Regions from separate parts of the Oryctolagus cuniculus genome. Here region 2 is linked to region 1. The links are chromatin contacts, called in public Hi-C maps. All regions are on one chromosome and are shown on one strand. Each heading gives the region's core, a stretch centred on a gene start, on an enhancer-like site or on the middle of the called end of the contact. The rest is flanking DNA. Distances are from core to core; before and after follow the strand shown.

Region 1 (4,320 bases), core at 1,702-4,201:
TTATTTATTTAAAAGTCAGAGTTCCAGAGAGAGGTAGAGACAGAGAGAGAGGCTCTCCATCCGCTGGTTCACTCCCCAGATGGCCGCAACGGCCGGAGCTGCGCCGATCCAAAGCCAGGAGCCAGGAGTTTCCTCCGGGTCTCCCATGTGGGTTCAGGGGACCAAGGACTTGGGCCATCCTTTACTGCTTTCCCAGGCCATAGCAGAGAACTGGATTGGGAGAGGAGCAACCGGGACTAGAGCCGGCGCCCATATGGGATGCCGACGCTTCAGGCCAGGGTGTTAACCCGCTGTGCCATAGCGCTGGCCCCAGAGATGCATATTCTGAAGTTTGCTCTAGTGAGTGGGTGGGTAGAGTTCAGGCACGTAGCAAGTCAGCTGTGCCCATTCTCCAGTGGGCATATTGACTCGGGAACACTCAGGGTACCGGTTGTCCAACATGCTTAGGCAGGGAGTTGCTTTATATCGAGTATGCCGACTGCTGTTATAAGGGCTGTTACCTGTGACTCATGAGGGGTTACTAGCTTTCCAACCTTAAAATACATCTTAGTGATTCAGAAGGAACTGTGGCCCCTCACAGCACCTCACCCCCCTCCCCAAGCCTGTAAAAGACCATGTGCGTTAGAATCATCTGGTGTGCTTGTTCAACATGTGGACTTCGAGCTCCCAATCCAGACCATTGAATCTGAGTGACTGGGATTAGAGACCAAGAATTTGGTACATGTAAGAAGGTGAGCCCCGTGGCACTACTTGAGGACCACTATGATTCATCACTGTGAATCTGCAGCCCCTGCACTGGAGCCCATAGGAAGGAAGCCATCAAGCCGAAATCATTTTGATCATCTGGCATATGCTGGAATTACTTCTTTCAGTAGGGTACTATTGTAAGTTTTTAATTTGCAATTTTCCTAAAAATACGCAGGGCCTTCAGAGAGTTCATGGGAACTGTGTACTATGAAAACACTATGCATGGCTTTCAAACATTTTTTGCACCCAAATGGGCTTGCCTTTTAATTCCATTTCTTCATGAACGTTTGAAGTACCCTCACGAGTCTAAAGTTCAATTAAACGCAACAAGCATCTGGCCTAGGAGCTAGGCTGCCAGATAGGATGCTGCGTGCGAGCGATGCCTGGGGACAGTCCCTGGTTCTGGTCCTTGATTCCAACTTCCTGCTAGTGCAGACCCTGAGAGACCACCATGATGGCTCCAGTAATTGGGTTGCTGCCACCTGTGTGGGAAACCTGGACTGATTCCTGGCTCCTGGGGTCAGCCTTCGTCTTGGCCCAGCCCTGGCCACAGCAGGCATTTGGAGAGTGAATCACTGGATGAGAGTTCCCTCTTTTTCTGTCTGACTCTCTCCTAAACAAGAGTGTCAATTTGTTAAGTCAACAACAGGAGTCATCACTGTGCACTTACTCCTCATGTAGGATCTTTGTCCTTGGTGTGCTGTACATTGAGATTTAATGCTATAACTAGTACTCAAACAGTATTTTTCACTTTATGTCTCTGTGTGGGAGCAAACTGTTGAAATCTTTACTTAATGTATGCTAAACTGATCTTCTGTATATAAAGAGAATCGAAAATGAATCATGATGTGAATGGAAGGGGAGAGGGAGTGGGAAAGGGGAGGGTTGTGGGTGGGAGGGACGTTATGGGGGGGAAGCCATTGTAATCCATAAGCTGTACTTTGGAAATTTATATTCATTAAATAAAAGTTAAAAATAAATAAAAAATAAATAAAATTATTTTCTAAAATTTCAGTTATATGATATTGTAGATCATTGTCTACCTGAAAATGTATTCAGATATTTATTTCAAAAAGGAACCAAGATAGTTTTATCCTAATGATTTTGTATCTTCACTTTCTTTCCTGTTTTTATGAGAATAATTTGTGGGATCCAAAGCATTTCTCATACCAGTAATCAACATAATTCCATCTTCTCCCTGTTTTATTTTTCTGCACCTCTGTAACACGTAGCTTATTCCTTGCTGAGTGGCACTCTCTTGCCAAGGCAGTGGGCCAAAAAGAAATCAGGAGTTCCCGCTTATCAGAAAATTACAGCTCTATCAGTTGAGTTTATTTACTCTTCTGAGGTTGTATTTTTTATCCTCTGAAATAAGTAGTGCATTGGAAATAACCTGGACTTCTCAGATTGTTTTAAAGACAGCCATATGGATGTAAGGTGTGTGTTATAACTTGAGGGACATCTAGAACAAAGCTGGAGCAGCATGGGAAGACAGCAGAGGTGGGTGTGAGCGGCATGGAAGGTGCTCTGTTTCCTTAGATAGTGGCCGCCACCCTGTTGGGGAGGGTCTCCCACCAAATACAGCACGTGCTGCAGAACACTTGCCCCACTGTATTGCAGTTGCATGGCCAACTCGGGCTTGAATCTGCTGAGAGTTGAAACTTGGAAGTCTTAGCCAGGGCTGGTGCACACAGCTGGATGGATTCCCGGCAGCAGGCAATGATGAGACATTAGCTGGGGCTGAGCCATGGTTCTGAGATAGCCACACATCACAACATTATCCTACCAAGGGCCGGTGAAACCGGGAACAGGCAGTGAGCTCGGGCTCCCAGGGGAAGGGCGAGTGCTAATGAAGGCTTTGGGAACACAGCCAAGCAGGCTGGGTTCAGCAGGACACAGGCCCCGAGGGGAAGTGGGGTAAGAGTCATGGGAAATAGGAGTTAAGGCCAAAGCGCAGGCAGACGAGCCAGGCAAACAGTGTGTTCTGAGAGCCTGGGGGATGGCAGCATCTGTTTGTCACACTTTGCTTGAGTGCAAGTCCTAGCTAGGAGCCCGGGAGGTACACTGCCTGCACCCCGTGGCTGGATAGGCCCCTTGCAAGTAGCACTCATACCTGCTTTAGGAAGGGATTTGAAAAGAAAGGAACATGAACACGCCAAGCTTTGCCATGTTGTTACCTGCCACACGGAGCTGTGCCCGAGCCAATGGTGGCTTCAAGAGAGGTCTTCAGCATCCAAGGGAGCTCCTCGGCTCCTTAAATGTTCACTCTCCACTTCTCTCCCTTCTCCCCCTTCTCCCCTCACTTCTATTTCCCTCCTCCTCCTCCCCTCGGTCTCCCCCCGCCCTCCACTTGGAGTTGCTGGGCTCACTGTTTCCTTGGATCCTTCCCTGGGCACCTTGTGATTCCCCTCAGGGCTCTGCTGGGACAGGGAAGTTTTGCTCTCCCTGACATTCCAACTCCCCCTTATACTTGTGTCTCCTCCCAGAAGGACATTTTCCCTCTCTTGAGACCTGTTCTTGAGCCCGTCACTCACATATTCATCCAAATAATGGCTGATGTTATTCTCTCCCTCATTTCCCTGGGTTATCTTCCCTTTTATCTTGCTAGTAGGTCTACTGCTGGTTTCCATTCTTATATCTAGACCAGCTCAGGAATTAGATCCTCAACATCCAATCAGCTCTATGAAAAATAAGCCTAGTGTGCTAGCCCAAGCTCCATTTTTTTTTAAGGTTTATTTATTTACTTGACGTTTAGAGTTACGGGGGAGGGGGTAGGGAGAGATCTTACATCTGCTGGTTCACTCTCCTAGTGTCTGCAACCTCCAAGGTGGAGCCAGGCTGAAGTCAGGAGCCAGGAGCTTCTTCCAGGTCTCCCACATGAGTGCAGGGGTCCAAGCACGTGGGCCATCTTCCACAGCTTTTCCCAGGCCATTAGCAGGGAGCCAGACTGGAAGCGGAGCAGCCAGGACACTAACTGGTGCCCATATGGGATGCTGTTGTTGCAGATGGTGGTTTTACCTGCTATGCCACAACACTGGCCCCAATCTCCATTTCGCAGGACTCTCTTCTCCAAGAGTGAATTCAATACACATTGTTGGGATCCTGTCTGGCTTCTAATTGACCTACTGCTTTGAGCTTCCTGAAGAGCCCAGGATCCCCTGGGAAGCAAAAGTACTGGGAAATGGTCCCGAGTCCCATCTGGTTCTTGTTGGTTCCTTCCTCCGCGGGAGGAGGCTAAGTAGCAGCAGCATCTGCTGCTCTTCTTAGAGCCTGTCCCTGGCTGGCCACGTGGTGCTCCTCAGCCTGTCTCCCACACGGTCACACTGCTCTGCCAGCCCCTCCACTGCGGCCCCAACGCTCTGTCGCCATGACACCGACTCACTCCACTGACATTCAGGCTTTTTTCTGACAGGCAGAGTACACAGTGAGAGACAGAGAGACAGAGAGAAAGGTCTTCCTTTTTTCCGTTGGTTCACCGCGCAATGGCCGCTGTGGCCGGCGTACCACGCTGATCCGAAGCCAAGAGCCAGGTGCTTCTCCTGGTCTCCCGTGCAGGTGCAGGGCTCAAGGACT
Region 2 (3,976 bases), core at 9-2,508, 480 kb after region 1:
TTTTCATTTCGCCCCCAAATGCTTTGGGTGCAAAAATAACCTCCACCCACACATAATAGTAGTTGCATTTTCTTAAACTTTAGTAGTGGGAAGAAAGAGCAATAGTTGAGCAAAGTCGCTTGCTTAGGCAAGGGACAACATCAAGATGACACCCAAGCCTGTTTGGAGCTGCCCTTCTGGTCAGCACTCAATGTGAGTCCAACCTGACCCAGCTTCCTTGAGATTAGATATTAATGGACAACACAAGGAAACCTTCCAACTTGTTGGAGAATCAGAAGGAACCTGAATCCCAGCTCACGGTTGCCAAGAAACTCTATATGATGCAGGTGCAAATCATTTTTTTCTTCCTCTTTTAAATTCAGACTCATTAAAATATGTATTTTTGCTGAGGGATTAAATTCAAACATCTGGGAAAGAGGGAAAAAATCTACAACTCCAAAATCTTTTTAAACTTGGTTTCGGATTTTGATTGTTTCGTTGCTTTTAAGTTGGTTGTAGGAGGCGGCTCGTTGGTGAGATGACAGAGAGGGGCAAGGAGAGAGTTAGAAAATTACTTCGAAGGGCCCCAGACTTCATCAGCAGCCATAATTGTGGGAAAGTAACCTGAAGATGCCAAACAACAGGAAATTACCAGAAGAATCTGTCAGCACAATCAGCTGCTATTTTCATTGTTCTTTGGCAAATTTATACACAGTCGGGAACACCTGGGCTGGCCTGAAGCCCAGGTTTGACTAATTGCCAGGGGAGAGGAGTCGTCATTTGTCTTCGGAGGGATTTCCTCCATTCGCTCCTCAAAACATGTGGTTTCACTTTTCCCCCTCTCTCCGCAGGAAATGGCAGGACAGTGAGACGCAAAATAAATGAGTTCACTTCCAAGAGGTTGCCTCCTAAGAGGCCACTCCAAAAATAACTGTCTTGTGAGAGGTTGTTAATAACCAAGATTCTATATACTGTCCTCAGAAAACAACATTTCAAAGGCACAATGATTTCCACCCCCACCCCCTTTCCTTCCAAACACAGCGCACATTAAAAATAAAAGCCATGGGAGATGCGAGAAGTAATCAAGCGCTCTGTCTTCTGCCGGTGGGGAATGTCACCCCTCTGGCTCCTTTGCAAAGCCCCTCTCCTTGGAGCATACCCTTACCCAAGTCCATACACTGACAAGGGAAAGGTGAAATTGGAGCAGCCAGACATGTCAGAGCCTTCTCTCCCCCAGCCCTTCCCAGCTGCCTATCAGCCGCTTTCCTGACTTAAACTCAGCGTTGAAACTTCCAGTAGGTAACAAGGGAGAGTGCCTCAAGGCATGGACTGAGCGAGCCCTGCTCATCTTTGTGGCTAGTGCCTGGCATTGAGTTGGTGCCGGATTAGGACTGCTTGAATGAAGAACGCCAAGGAACCTGCGCAAATCACTGGCTTCGTGGCTTGCTGCCCAGTGGTGGGTGTGGAGATTTTTAAATTTCTTGAACTTCAAGAGATCACTTTTTTACAAGAACCACCTGCCAGAATGACAGCCTTCTCCACTAACCTCTCTCCATATTTTTATAGGTTAAGATACCACTATGTACACACACATACACACACACACACAACTTTTACCTCATATCCCTCTCATTACTAAAGCATAGCTCAAGCCAAGATATCCTACTTGGGTAGCAAAGTCATGTTTTATATTCCTTTGTGAAGCCAACAGAGCTTTCGAATTTAATTGCCTAGTATTTTCAACGTGCTGATTGGGAAATGTCACAGTGACAGTATGTTTCATATTGAAATGTACATCCGTCTTTGGTGTGTTTTTCACCTGTGTTGTGTTCAGCCTCTCCAGTGATTTAGGGGTTCTGGCATCACGTCAGCAAAGAATCAACCGCGTTTTCTTTCTTTCCTTCTTTCATTTTAAAGCATTTAGAGCACGCGGCAGATCATTACTACCCAGGGTGAAGCCAGCAACATTTGGGTTTGATTTGGTTGCAGTCACAGACCCCTTTCTCAAAGTTGAGCTGTGCTGTAATTCTAAACTGACCCACCTTCCCCCTAGCAAAGGTGAAAAAATGTTATGGAGCGTTTTACAGCCCACAGCCCATCATTTATGCCGAAACGCTGGGAGAGTTCAGACTTGGCTTATTTTCCCTAAATCAGAGATGTTTTGACATGTTTATTTGTTTAATTTGTTTATTTTGACTAGCTCTGATTATAATTGGCAGCAGTGTGTAGAATTAACATTAGACAGTGTCTTAGACTTGTCTGTTACAATAATGCAAAAGGAATGTGAAGAGAAATCTACCCGCTACATAACAATAGCAAGCAGGCAGGAAAATTACAAGAGGTTTCTTTCCCAAAAAGAAATGCAACTCCCATTTTAAATTTTATTTTAAAATGTGCACTGACAATTATACACATTATCCTTGAACCCTAATTCTTTGATTCAATGAATCTGACCCTCTGCTAATATACTTGCATAACAGTTACTAAAAGTGAAATTTTTAAATTTATTTAAACTTTGGAATTTGTTTTTTGAGATTTTTTATTATTCCATCCATGAGGTCTTTAAAAATAAAGGCACAGTGACTGTTCAGTAACATTGCAGTAATGTTGCAATGATCACATAGCATCAAATGCAGTTGTATGGTTGGTAGTATACATTCTGAATTCTTTGTCTAAAATTCCTTAAATAACAACATTCAGATCCCAAACAGAGAAGTTCACCTGAGGAGGTGATTCCTTGTGCCTGTATTTGCTGTAACAATGGTCATAGTGTGTTACCTTCCTTCTTTATGCCTTTAATCATCTACATAAAGCTTATTTCACAGAGTTGATTCATATTCCACATAGTTAGAAATACTTAATCCACTTTAGGGGGGTGAAGTCTGAATTCATTGTCCAGCCAGATCGTCCATGGAAGTTCCTGTGTTCTTCCCTGAGCATTGGTCCTAAACCACTCAAGAGCATCCTCTTCTGGCCTCATCCCTTGTCTGGAGTCTAGCACTGTTTGTGCTCTCAGGCCTGCCTAGGGGCATCTGGTCATAGCCCTTAAAGGGGAATATGAGGACCCAGTTCATCTGCATACTCCACTGCCAATTATGCACAGAGCACAAACATGCTTTACTCACGTTTTTTTATCCCATAAATATTTTCCCCATGCACAGTATGGTAGATTGCTGTGTGTGATCCTGACTTGGAACACCATATGCGCTCTGTGATGGGGGCCAAGAAAAGGTTGCCATATCTACGCCAAGCAGCCCAGGGGTCCCCTGCTATGGAATATTTTCTCGGAGAAGCCTGGAGTCTCTAGATAATTGATCTCTCAGCTTCTCTTTCTCTTTAGCTTAAATCAGACTTCTTGGGGGCAAGAAAAATCGCCCTAAGATTGTGGGAGTGCCAGACTATCCTGTGTGCCCCAAAGGAGTTCAATCTTGTTCTTTGCTTGTGGCACCAGCTCATGTTGTTGAAGGGAGAGGATAAGATCAATTTCTCTTAGGTGGCATCAGAGGTTTCACAAGAAATCAAAAACCTATTATTTTCCTCCCAAGTTTAATGACAAATATAGGAATTGTGCAGGTACAAGGATGTGAGATCAGGGATCAAGGGTAGTTTTTAATAACCAATGTGCAAGCCGGCGCCGCGGCTCACTAGGCTAATCCTCCGCCTAGCGGCGCCGGCACACCGGGTTCTAGTCCCGGTCGGGGCGCCGGATTCTGTCCCGGTTGCCCCTCTTCCAGGCCAGCCCTCTGCTGTGGCCAGGGAGTGCAGTGGAGGATGGCCCAGGTGCTTGGGCCCTGCACCCCATGGGAGACCAGGAAAAGCACCTGGCTCCTGGCTCCTGCCATCGGATCAGCGCGGTGCGCCGGCCGCAGCGCGCCGGCCGCGGCGGCCATTGGAGGGTGAACCAACGGCAAAGGAAGACCTTTCTCTCTGTTTCTCTCTCTCACTGTCCACTCTGCCTGTCAAAAAAAAAAAAAAATAACCAATGTGCAGGGCTGGT

What was found. A called contact is a pair of places that touch in the nucleus more often than the background predicts.
Region 2: a contact with region 1 is called in a Hi-C map of embryonic fibroblasts, with 3 times the contacts expected there. The contact joins two enhancer-like sites. A contact is called at or near these places in 5 of 6 Hi-C or Micro-C datasets (ear pinna, embryonic fibroblasts, psoas muscle and 2 more).

What each region holds. Positions count from the first base shown.
Region 1 is chr2:48,126,295-48,130,614 of mOryCun1.1, forward strand. No RefSeq gene overlaps it. Among named protein-coding and RNA genes, the nearest start is that of EBF2, 46 kb to the right of the region's middle. Within about 2 kb of position 2,952, at least 3 of the 8 cell types and tissues checked have an H3K27ac peak or open chromatin away from gene starts, as enhancers often do.
Region 2 is chr2:48,608,918-48,612,893 of mOryCun1.1, forward strand. No RefSeq gene overlaps it. Among named protein-coding and RNA genes, the nearest start is that of CDCA2, 120 kb to the right of the region's middle. Within about 2 kb of position 1,259, at least 1 of the 8 cell types and tissues checked has an H3K27ac peak or open chromatin away from gene starts, as enhancers often do.